Linked DNA regions of Gossypium hirsutum: region 1 is linked to region 2. A link is a contact called in public Hi-C data. All regions are on one chromosome and are shown on one strand. Each heading gives the region's core, a stretch centred on a gene start, on an enhancer-like site or on the middle of the called end of the contact. The rest is flanking DNA. Distances are from core to core; before and after follow the strand shown. Region 1 holds the start of LOC107918910 (probable carboxylesterase 6). Region 2 has its middle 17 kb from the start of LOC107920140.

Region 1 (5,526 bases), core at 2,067-4,566, 67 kb after region 2:
TGTTTCATAATGATATCAAAGCTAGCTTGGATATAGGGATCGTCGGAGATTTCATCACACTATCCAACTATCACATTGGTACTTTTGAAACTAAGTTTTGGTCATATGGCATGTATAGGATTATGTTTATTTTAATATGTAGTTGGGTATTGAGTTTTTCCATTTGAATTAGCTTGTAAATGTTTATGTTTTGATTTGTATATATATAGCCATGAAAGTTAGCTTAACTTGGTTGATTTGGTTATGTTTATATATATGTGTATATGGCCTATGTTATGTGATTGAGATTGGTTTTGTGACGCTTATTGATAGTAGAAATTATGGATGACAAATAGTTAATATTTGAAAAGATGTAGGCTTATGAATTTGAGCATAATGATGCATGTTTGGGAATGTCTAATTAGTTGAAATGTGTATGTGAAATTGGTATAAATGGATTGGTCTATTTTGTGACTTGTGTGCATTGTGGATAATAATATTGAGTTTGCATGAATTAGGCTTGATTTAGTTGGTTTGAATGCCTATATATGCTATGAATTGTGCAATTTGGTTTGGTGAAGGTTTGTGCAAGTTTGGGTTGCAAATTGACTTGGTAAATAGCCTATTTTTGTCCACACGGGTAGAGACACGAGCGTGTGTCTCAGTCGTGTGTGATATACGGTCATGTACACGACCGTGTGTCCCCTGTTGTTGAGATTAAAATCAAATCAGTATGCTCCACATGGTCTAAAACATGGGCGTGTGACTTGGCCGTGTGGCATAAGTCAGTATATTCTACAGGTTTGGCACAGCCTAGCACATGACCTGACACATGGGCGTGTGTGGCCATTTTTTTGGGCACACGGACTAGTCACACGAGCGTGTGTTGGCCATGTGACCCAAGTAGGAGAGTTACACGGGGTAGGACACAGGCTAGGACACGGCCATGTGCTCCCATTTCGAATGTCCACACGGCCTGTGACACGGGTGTGTCTTTAGCCGTGTGAGAGACATGGCCGGGCCACACGGGCATGTGTCTCCTGTTTTTGAGAAAATTTTATAAGTGTTCTCTAAGTTTTTTTAAAGTTATCGGTTTAGTCCCGAACCACCTCGAATGTATGTTTTGAGCCTCGTAGGCTCATATTAGGGACTATATGAATGTAGCTGATTGATATTTGCATGAAATTGAAAATGTACGTGTAATTGTATTATATGTTCGGTAACGTTTCGTAACCCTATTCCGACATTGAATACGGGTGAGGGGTGTTACAAGCGGCCCTACCTCTAATATCCAACTGCCAGTCTAAAATTTTATACGATTCCCATCACCAACTAACCAAAGAATATTTTGATGCAAAAGGGGCCAAACCTTGGCGAGGAATCTCCAGACAAAAAAATAGTTACTTTGAGAAATGTCTTCAGGATATTCCTTCAAGAGCTTGTACTTAGAACGGAGTACCCTTACCCACAGAGCTTGCTCTTTGGCTATGAGATTAAATCCCAACTTAAGCAAAAAGGATTCATTTTATTCCTTAAGTCTTTGAATACCTAATCCCCCATTAGGCAAAGGTTGACAACAATCTCCCCACTTTACCAAAGTCAATTCCTGAGAGGCTTTAGAACTCCCCAAAATAAATCATTAGGTAATTTTCTCAATTTCTACATAAATACTAGACAAAATTTTCAAAAATTGCATAAAGTAATTAGAAATCGACAAACCGAGCTAAAGTTATACGTCCCGCCACAGAGAATGTTTTGACATTCCAATTATCCAACTTTCGTCTAACTTTGTCCACTAAGAATTTAAAACTTTTAGGCATGGGAAGAAAACTTTTAGGCAATTCTCCGCGTTCAATGTTTAAGACGTTCAAGTTACATTTTTCACGAAGAATTAATAATTATATCCATCTATCACAAAAAGGATGAAAAGACTATACATATATAAATGTATGGAATTTGAGGCCGGTCACCTCTAGATAAAATTATATGTGAGTGCTTATTACAGTGCAATCGGTCTTTCTTTGATGTTCTTTTTAAATCTATTGAACCGCATACATATCCATCAATCAAACCCAAAAAATAGCTTTTCTCCACCACTTTAAAGCTATATCTGTTAATTATACTTGTCTATATACACAGTATTTAGAGATGTGCGCTGCATGTATTTCCTCGTCAGCAGTATACTAGCTATGGGGTTTGGGACAATTGCACACAAACTAAACGAAAAAGTTGGGAAATGGATTTACACAAGACCATAATCACCGATTAACGAAGGCCTTGACACGAGCTATCATTTCATTTGTTCGAGATTGTGATAGTTGAGACTTGCTAAGAACCTGAAATGCATGGCCAACACCTTTGTATAAAACATGCTCCACCTTCTTTCCTGCTTTACCCAAGGCAGCACAATACTCCAGGTTCCTATCTCTCAATATGTCCATCTCTGATATGCACACTAAGGTAGGCAAAAGCTTCATCTCCTCCATTTTTGCTGACCCCTTTCCCAATGGATTGCACCATGGATGGTCACGGTTGGTGCCACATGGCAATGCTAATCGCCAATATGTATCCGAAGCTGGTAGGCTGAGGGCAGAGCGAGGAGATTGGACCATATTCTTTTCGGAATTTGTACGGGCTTCCCCTCCGAAAAACGGTTGTATTAAGATAGTACCTTTAAGAGTCAAAGGGTAAAGATTATTTGAATTAAGTCTCGTTGCCACATTATGTGCAATATTAGCACCAGCACTATCACCGGCTAAGAAGACGCTACACAAATTGCACTGTTTAGACCACCATTCACTGCACCCCTTTAGTGCTTCCTGTTTTAGCCACATGAGACACTTCACCCCATCTTCATAAGCAGCAGGAAGTGGGTTTTCCGGCGCCAAACGATAGTTAATAGAGACGATCAAGCAACCAGCTTTGGCGGCTAGTTTTCCTAGAAACTCGTGGTAGCAACTCCAAGCAGCAGAGCCAAGACAAAACCCTCCCCCATGGAAGTAAACCACCAAAGGGAGCTTCCAGTTTGACTTTGGAACATAAAAACGTGCCCAAACATTTGTGAAGTTGTCGATGACAAAGTCTTTCGTTGTCACACCCAACTCCGGAGGCAATGCTCGGGTAACATATGGGACAATCTGTGGTCTTTCCACATGTCCATCTTTGTACACTTTAATCAGCCCTTGAATTTCTTCTTTCACAGGCACAGCTCCATGTTGATTTGAGCCTCTCCCAATCTGTAGGCTTAAACTTGGATCCATTGCAATGGTAGCCATTCTTCTTCTTCTTCTCCTCGCTCAAGTTATATATGTTAAACAAGTAATAGATTGGGATTCTTGGTTATATTTTAGACAGCTTATATAGGAAAACAAGATAGAATAAAGCGAGAGGGGTGGTTAGATTAGAATATGAAAGGAGAAGATGTTGTCCCATAATTCACTGCCAAGTGGGAAATTGGGTACTAGCCACATGTCTTCACGTGGAACCAAAGCGTGTGGGGGTCAGAGTCGAGCCAACGTTTTTGCTGAATTGTGGGATGCTTTGACTCATCTTCGTTGTAAAGCACTTTCAATCTTGATGGCTTGTTTGTGAATTATAGCTTTATTTGGGGCCACAACATTTTTTTTTAAATTAGTAAATATTATATATGTATTTTTTTGAAAGGTAGTACATATTATATTAATTGAAGATATTATTATATGCAATAAATAACCTTAAATAATATTTTATTCCATATTAAAATCCAAACATAAAATACCTTTATCTAAGGTTTGAACAAATTCTGATCGGCTTAATTACGAAGGAAAAACATGTGATTTTGACGTAGCTATGATAAATTATTTACATAAAGGACTTTCGGTCATCCTCTCTCAATATTATTAATTAAAACAGAAGTCAAAGGAGGCCTCTAGTCTTTTTTTTAATATTGTTTCTCATACTTCACCATTCCATAGCTATATCTATTAATCATTTCACATTGGAATCCATCCTCCCGATGGGTAATTTCATTGTCTCATCTCCACTACCTTTGCAAGACCCTTAGAACCGTCACCCACTAAAAGAATGACATACATTGAACTTTATGTCACAAATTCTAGGTCTAAAATACATAGTCATAATGCCGGTGACTTGCGGAGGGCTTGAATCTTAAAGTGTGAGCGAGCTAGAACGTACTCCTTCTATTTTAGGCACAATCTAAGTGCAAGGGGGGAAGTTCTTTGGGGCGGGGGGGGGGGGTTGAAGGACAGATAGATATTGAAGCACTATCGATGTTATGATATAAGCATATGTGTAGGCCGGCAATATGTAAAGGAAAGTTTACTTTAGAAAATGAGGCCTAATATTGTTGACGAATTGAGAGACATGTGATGTAGTGGAGTCAAAAACACCATCGTCCAAACTTTTGTAGGTTGCCTCCCAATAGCATCTTTTCAAGGCAAAGTGTACGTGTTTTATTAATGGCAGGAATTTTTACTTTTCTATAATTTCTCTACAAAATTATTTTATGAATTCTTTCTATCTTGTCATCGATCGATCCTATTAATTAAATAAATTATATTATTTTTTCATCTCATACATACCGTTAGATAAAAAGGTTTAAATCATTAACATTTTTATCGTAGAAAATCAAATTTTAAAATATTATATATATATCTTAGCTTTATATTTGAAAATGTTAATTTTGATTTATCAAAATTTTTATATAACAATATTTAAGATAAATTTATATATTTAATCCTCAATTGTTTTGTGAAAAGATTATTGAAAATTTAATTAAACATTTTCAAGAATTTAAAAAATTTAAAAACATGTTTTAAATGAGTTTTATACTAAATGTTTTTAAGTTGATTCCAAGTAGTTTTAAAGGGTTTAAGATGGTTTTAAAATAATTTAGTGGCTAGGTATTGATACATAGCTAAGTATTGATACCAAAAGTCTATGTATCAATACCTAGCATTAAAATATCGATGCCTTAAGTATCAATACCTTGGGAAGCCTATAGCCATAGACCATTCTAGAGGGGGAAATAAATCAATATATGTTCTTGAGGTATTTGAGTTATCGATACCTAACACAAATGTACCAATACCACGTTTTTTGTAACGTTTATATTTTTTAGAGGTACAGTTACCCTCTATATAGATACCGCAACCACTAGTTATATGGAACTTTTTACACATTAATTTCACTTTGCAATGACTATATTTTGCCTCCAACGACTCCAAATTAGAGGTGTGCATGGGCCGGGCTGGGCCTAGACAAAATTTTAGGCCCGAGCCTGGCCCGAAACATGGGCGTAAAAATTTGTCCAAGCCAGACTCGAAATAAAATTGTTAAGCCCAAGCCCGGCCCGACCTGGCCCATATAAAATTTTTTTTAGCTTATTTCATTAAATAAAAAATTTAAAATATAATAAATCAAATACATTTAAAATAAAAAGTAAGACTAAAACAATTCTTAAAACAATACACAAATTGAAAATATAATAAAAAATGGTTATATTAAAATTGAAAATAAAATGTAAATATAATTAAAAATAAAAATATA
Region 2 (4,806 bases), core at 576-3,075:
TCTTCGTTCCATTTCTATACTTGCTCCTGTTATGGGATCAGAAATAACATGTTCTAAACTGCTGCCAGTTGTTGAAAATGCATCAAAAGACAGGTTTGTAAACAAAATCAATATGGAAGGTGTATGTAGCATTCTGATAAAGTATCTGTAATTGGTGGTCTGCATTTTGCTTTCTGCAGAGTCGCCAATATTAAGTTTAATGTGGCAAAAGTTTTGCAGTCTCTCGTTCCTATTGTTTATAAGTCTGTTAGTATTCCAATTTTGAACATACTTGACCATCTCTTTCAATTAGTTCGAGTTCTTCCCTTCCGATCGCACCTTTCTTTTATCCTTTTTTATTGGTTTGTTATTGTTGGCCAACTGATTGCTGCAAATAGGTGGTGGAGAAGACAATCCGTCCATGCTTGTTTGAGCTGAGCGAGGACTCAGATGTGGATGTTCGTTATTTTGCTAACCAAGGACTTCAGTAGATCAATCATGCTACGATATCCTGTTCGGCCTAAGCCAGATTTATTTACCACGTTGCTGGGGGAGCTTTAGATTTTTGCTTGCTAGGTTTGGTTTTGTCATTTACTTTCTCCAATGCTGATTTTTAGTTGGTTAAAATATGCCATAAAAATCCCTGTACTCTTAATAAATTTGAAAATTAATCCTTGTACTTTTATTTCTAACAGTTTAGTCTTTCTACTTTTTAGATTTCAAAATACAAGTTCAATTGTTAACACTCAGCACTGTCAAAATTATTTTTTTAGTTGCATGGTTTACAAGTATCTTTTTTTAATTTCAAAATATCACATCAATAAATTTAACTAAATTAATAATTGGACTTGAATTTTTAAATCGAAAAAGTAGAGGAATTAAATTCTTAAAAATAAACGTATAGAGTCTAAATTTCAAGTTTATAAAAATTACGACATATTTTAATCTTATCTTGTGCCTGTGGCTGGCTTGTATTTTTTTTTGTTCAACACTTGTGGCTGTCTTGTAGAAAGTTACTTTTGGCTACTGAAAATTTGCGAGACTCACATCCCAAATTAATCTTTCTAATTTGTGATTTTTGGTTGAGCTCATGATTGATTAATGTAAATAGAAATATGACTATATTTTGGTAGTTCAATGGTTTCTGAATTTGAGACCTCTAAAAACAGTTAATAATTGAAACATTCCTGTTGGAAAAATATTTGGACTTTAAATTTTATGAGTTTAACGCATGTATGTCATATGCTATGAAGTATAATAAGGGATACAATTATATTTACGTGATAAATTTACCCACTTAAATTAAGAATTGATCGATTAATTTAACATAAAATTGGACCGTTCATTGAGTTTAATTTCCTAATTCTTTTTCCAGTAAATCCATGTCTAAATGACTTTTTTTTTCAATAAAAGCGAAAAGCTAAAAAAATTTCCTAAGGGGTCATTTTATTTTTGAAATATTGCTTCAAGCTTACTAAAATGACCTTCATAACATAAGACAAGTCTAAAATCATATTCTACGCATGTTACTTTGTTTGATAAAAGTGTTTAACAAATAATATTTGAAAATTCATTTCCGTGCTTAATAAAATAAAAAAAATCAATAATAACTTAGAATTTTTAACTCTCATTTCATTATAAACTATAAATTACTAACCTTTTTTGACGAATTAAAAATTATTAAACACACTACTGAAATAAATTATTTCAATTTTTTATAACATGATAAATTGATTATTTATTAACCGGGCTGTGATCAATTGGGCCTTGGGTTTTAGTAGGGCACAATGTTAAAACGACAAAGTTTGTAAGGGCGGAACGCATTTGGTAAATTAGATCACGTGATGTGGTAGGTAATGCTTAAAGAATTAGGATGATTTTATAATCTAACAAGTTATAGTCAAGGCAAGGAAGGAGAGAGACTCTTTCTCTTGTTCATCACCAATAAATTTCTTTCTTTTATAAAAAAAAATACATTCAAAATTATAAATAAATTAATACCTCTTCTTCTCTTTTTCTAACATGAAAATTATTTATTAAAATAATCATTTTATAAATAAAATAGCTATTTTTTTAAAAACAAAATCGTTTAAATCAAATTTAAAATTTTCCTTATTTTTAGTTTCATTTTATAAATTATAATTTATTCATTATACGTCTGTCATCTTTCTTTAGTCCTCAACAAATTTGTCGAGCCTTGCGATCGCCTATGCCCACAACCACCGACACCAATACCATTACTCTGAACCCCTAATTATGCTTGCCCTCAAGTACAATCTCAAACGCAACAAGTTCATTCTGGACAGCAATCTAAAAAAATTGATTCTTACCTTTTTCTACCTCAACATGTAATTTTTTATCCAACTTGACCATGGTGGTCTTCATGTGTTTTTCCTTAAATAATTTTATTTTAATAAATAATATCACATTAGAAAATGAGAAAATAGACATTAATTTACTTATAAATATTTATAGAATTTTGTATATATTTTTATAAAATATTATGTATTTTCATAAAAATGAACGTTTAAATAATTTATTTTTATTTTTTTGAATTTTAAAATTTTAAGAATCAATGCTAGATTGACATAATGTGTAAAGTTGAGAATTAAATTTGTTGAGTTTTTTAGATTTAGAACCAAATTGATAGAATCTATAAATATTGGTAGGCTAACTTAAGTTTAATCAAGACTTTATATAGGGAGATCCTAGAGAGTTCAACTATGATTAAACTTAATCACTTAAACATTAAATTAATATAATATTTATCAAAATAAATATTAAATTAAATTTAGCATTAAATCTTATTAAATTAATAAAATATTTATCTACAAGATAAACATTAAATTAAATTAAATATTAAGATAAGTATTAAATTAAATTTAATATTAAATATATCAAAATAATATTATTTTTGGAATAGCTAATCTAAAATCAAATTTTCTAGTAGAATTCCAGTACGAGTGTAATTCTTCCACTGCTCAACCATTGAAGACCCCCTGCCATCGACCATTTTTCGGCCACTATAATGCCACCGTTGCAACCGCCGACATCCCGAGCTGGTTCAATTTCTGCCTATCCGATTCGGGCCAGTGATAGCTCGACCGGTCCGGTCCAACTGGTCGGCCCGGTTTCACATACCAAGTCTAATTCGACCAGTTTTGGGTCTTGGTCTTGGATTTGGGCTTTTAAGCCCAAGTTACGATCTTAGATCCAATTTTCAAGTTCAATTACCCATTAGACCGATTATTTGTCTTGAAAATTAATTTCTAAAAATATCATATTAATTTTAATTAATTTATTTTTACTTGATCAAAATTAATTTTCTCAAAAATCACTTAGATTTTTAAAATTAATTTTTCAAGAAAATTCTTTAATCAAATTCTCTAGTTGAACAATTCTTATGACCGCCCAATTTAATTTCACATCAAATAAATCGACTCAATTAAATTATTTCCACAGATGTAGAAGTTTCTTTTGATTCAAAAGCAATCTGATCGAGCTTTTGTTGAGCTAGTGGAGGGACAAACCAGACATATACAATTAAGCTCTAATAATTGCAATTATATCCAGAAGCATCGTTTCGATAATTCCCAATTACTTAATCATGGAGTCAGTCTACAAGAATTAACATGATTGAAAACTCCTTATTGTATACTCTTTACGAAAGCAATTCATCCAACTACTTTGTCCAATGACCTCGTCATGTGTGTGTTACCCTCATATGATATCCTTGATTCCTTTGAGTTAAATCCGTTCACTCAATACAGTCTTATTTTATCTCATTGTTACCATTGTGTCTTCTTAATGATTAATATGATCACTGTTAACAAATGACTATGATAAATGGCTCGTTTAAGAATAAGCAACCCGTGGTCACATTCCATATTTATCAATCCACACAATGCCAATGAGAGGATCGTTAACTTTTTAATTGAGTTATGAATTCCACTGTTGCTAGTAAAGTCATGCCATACACAAGTCATGTACCCAACATACCGGCTATCGGCTCAATCATCTCTAGAGTATAAGCCTCCACTTTTATCAAAGTACATGAGTTACATACGCATGATCAGTGACTAACTCAGGATTTATGTAAATCACACCATGAATGTCACAAGTGAATTAATTCACAAACGAATTCAGAATTAATTCATCTTGGGTTCAATCCAATGTATTGTTTTGTCAATGAATACATCTATGTCTCTACCCATGGAGTCAATTGCTCTGATAGCCAAGACTAGCCATCTCCTCAATTGGAATTGTGGACGAAATAATAATCATTCCCAGCATTTGAATCAAATGCTCACTTTGATTCTTTTATAGGATTACAGACTCGTTAGATTATCTACTGAAGTAAGTTGTTTTTCTTGCAATGTAAACGTTCTTACAATGCTACTTACCATTTGTTTGAACTTAGACAATCAATGAGCTAATATTTGTTTGTTACAATTTCGCTATGTATGCAAAATATGAAAGATAGAAATACAAAAGATATAACAGTGAAATGTGAAATTAACTTTGTTTATTTATTCATCGTTCAAATACATAGAAAACAATTACATGTTTACTACAATATGGACACATTTCCCAACAGTTTGCCTCTTTAAATTTTTTAAAAGTACCTAGTTGGTACTTGAACTTGTATTTTGTGAAAAATAAAATAAAATAAAAATAAAATAAAGAACACACAAATTTTACGTGGAAACCTTTTCGGGAAAAAACCACGGGTAGAGGAGAAGAAAATTCACTATGTCGAAAATTTGAATGAATACAAGAGGAATAGACTATGTCTATTTATAGGCTTGTAAAGCCATATTCTAGTGG

The links. A called contact is a pair of places that touch in the nucleus more often than the background predicts.
Region 1: a contact with region 2 is called in a Hi-C map of leaf, with 2.6 times the contacts expected there. The contact joins the promoter of LOC107918910 here to the enhancer-like site in region 2. A contact is called at or near these places in 9 of 34 Hi-C or Micro-C datasets (callus, leaf and petal).

The regions. Positions count from the first base shown.
Region 1 is chrA12:95,696,140-95,701,665 of Gossypium_hirsutum_v2.1, forward strand. LOC107918910 (probable carboxylesterase 6) reads right to left here and starts at 3,317. Exons shown (of 1, transcript XM_016848483.2): 1 at 1,801-3,317. The coding sequence starts at 3,254. The coding sequence ends at 2,238.
Region 2 is chrA12:95,630,801-95,635,606 of Gossypium_hirsutum_v2.1, forward strand. It overlaps the pseudogene LOC107919354. Among protein-coding and RNA genes, the nearest start is that of LOC107920140, 17 kb to the left of the region's middle. Within about 2 kb of position 1,826, at least 3 of the 9 cell types and tissues checked have an H3K27ac peak or open chromatin away from gene starts, as enhancers often do. A contact at or near this core is called in leaf, where this site is marked.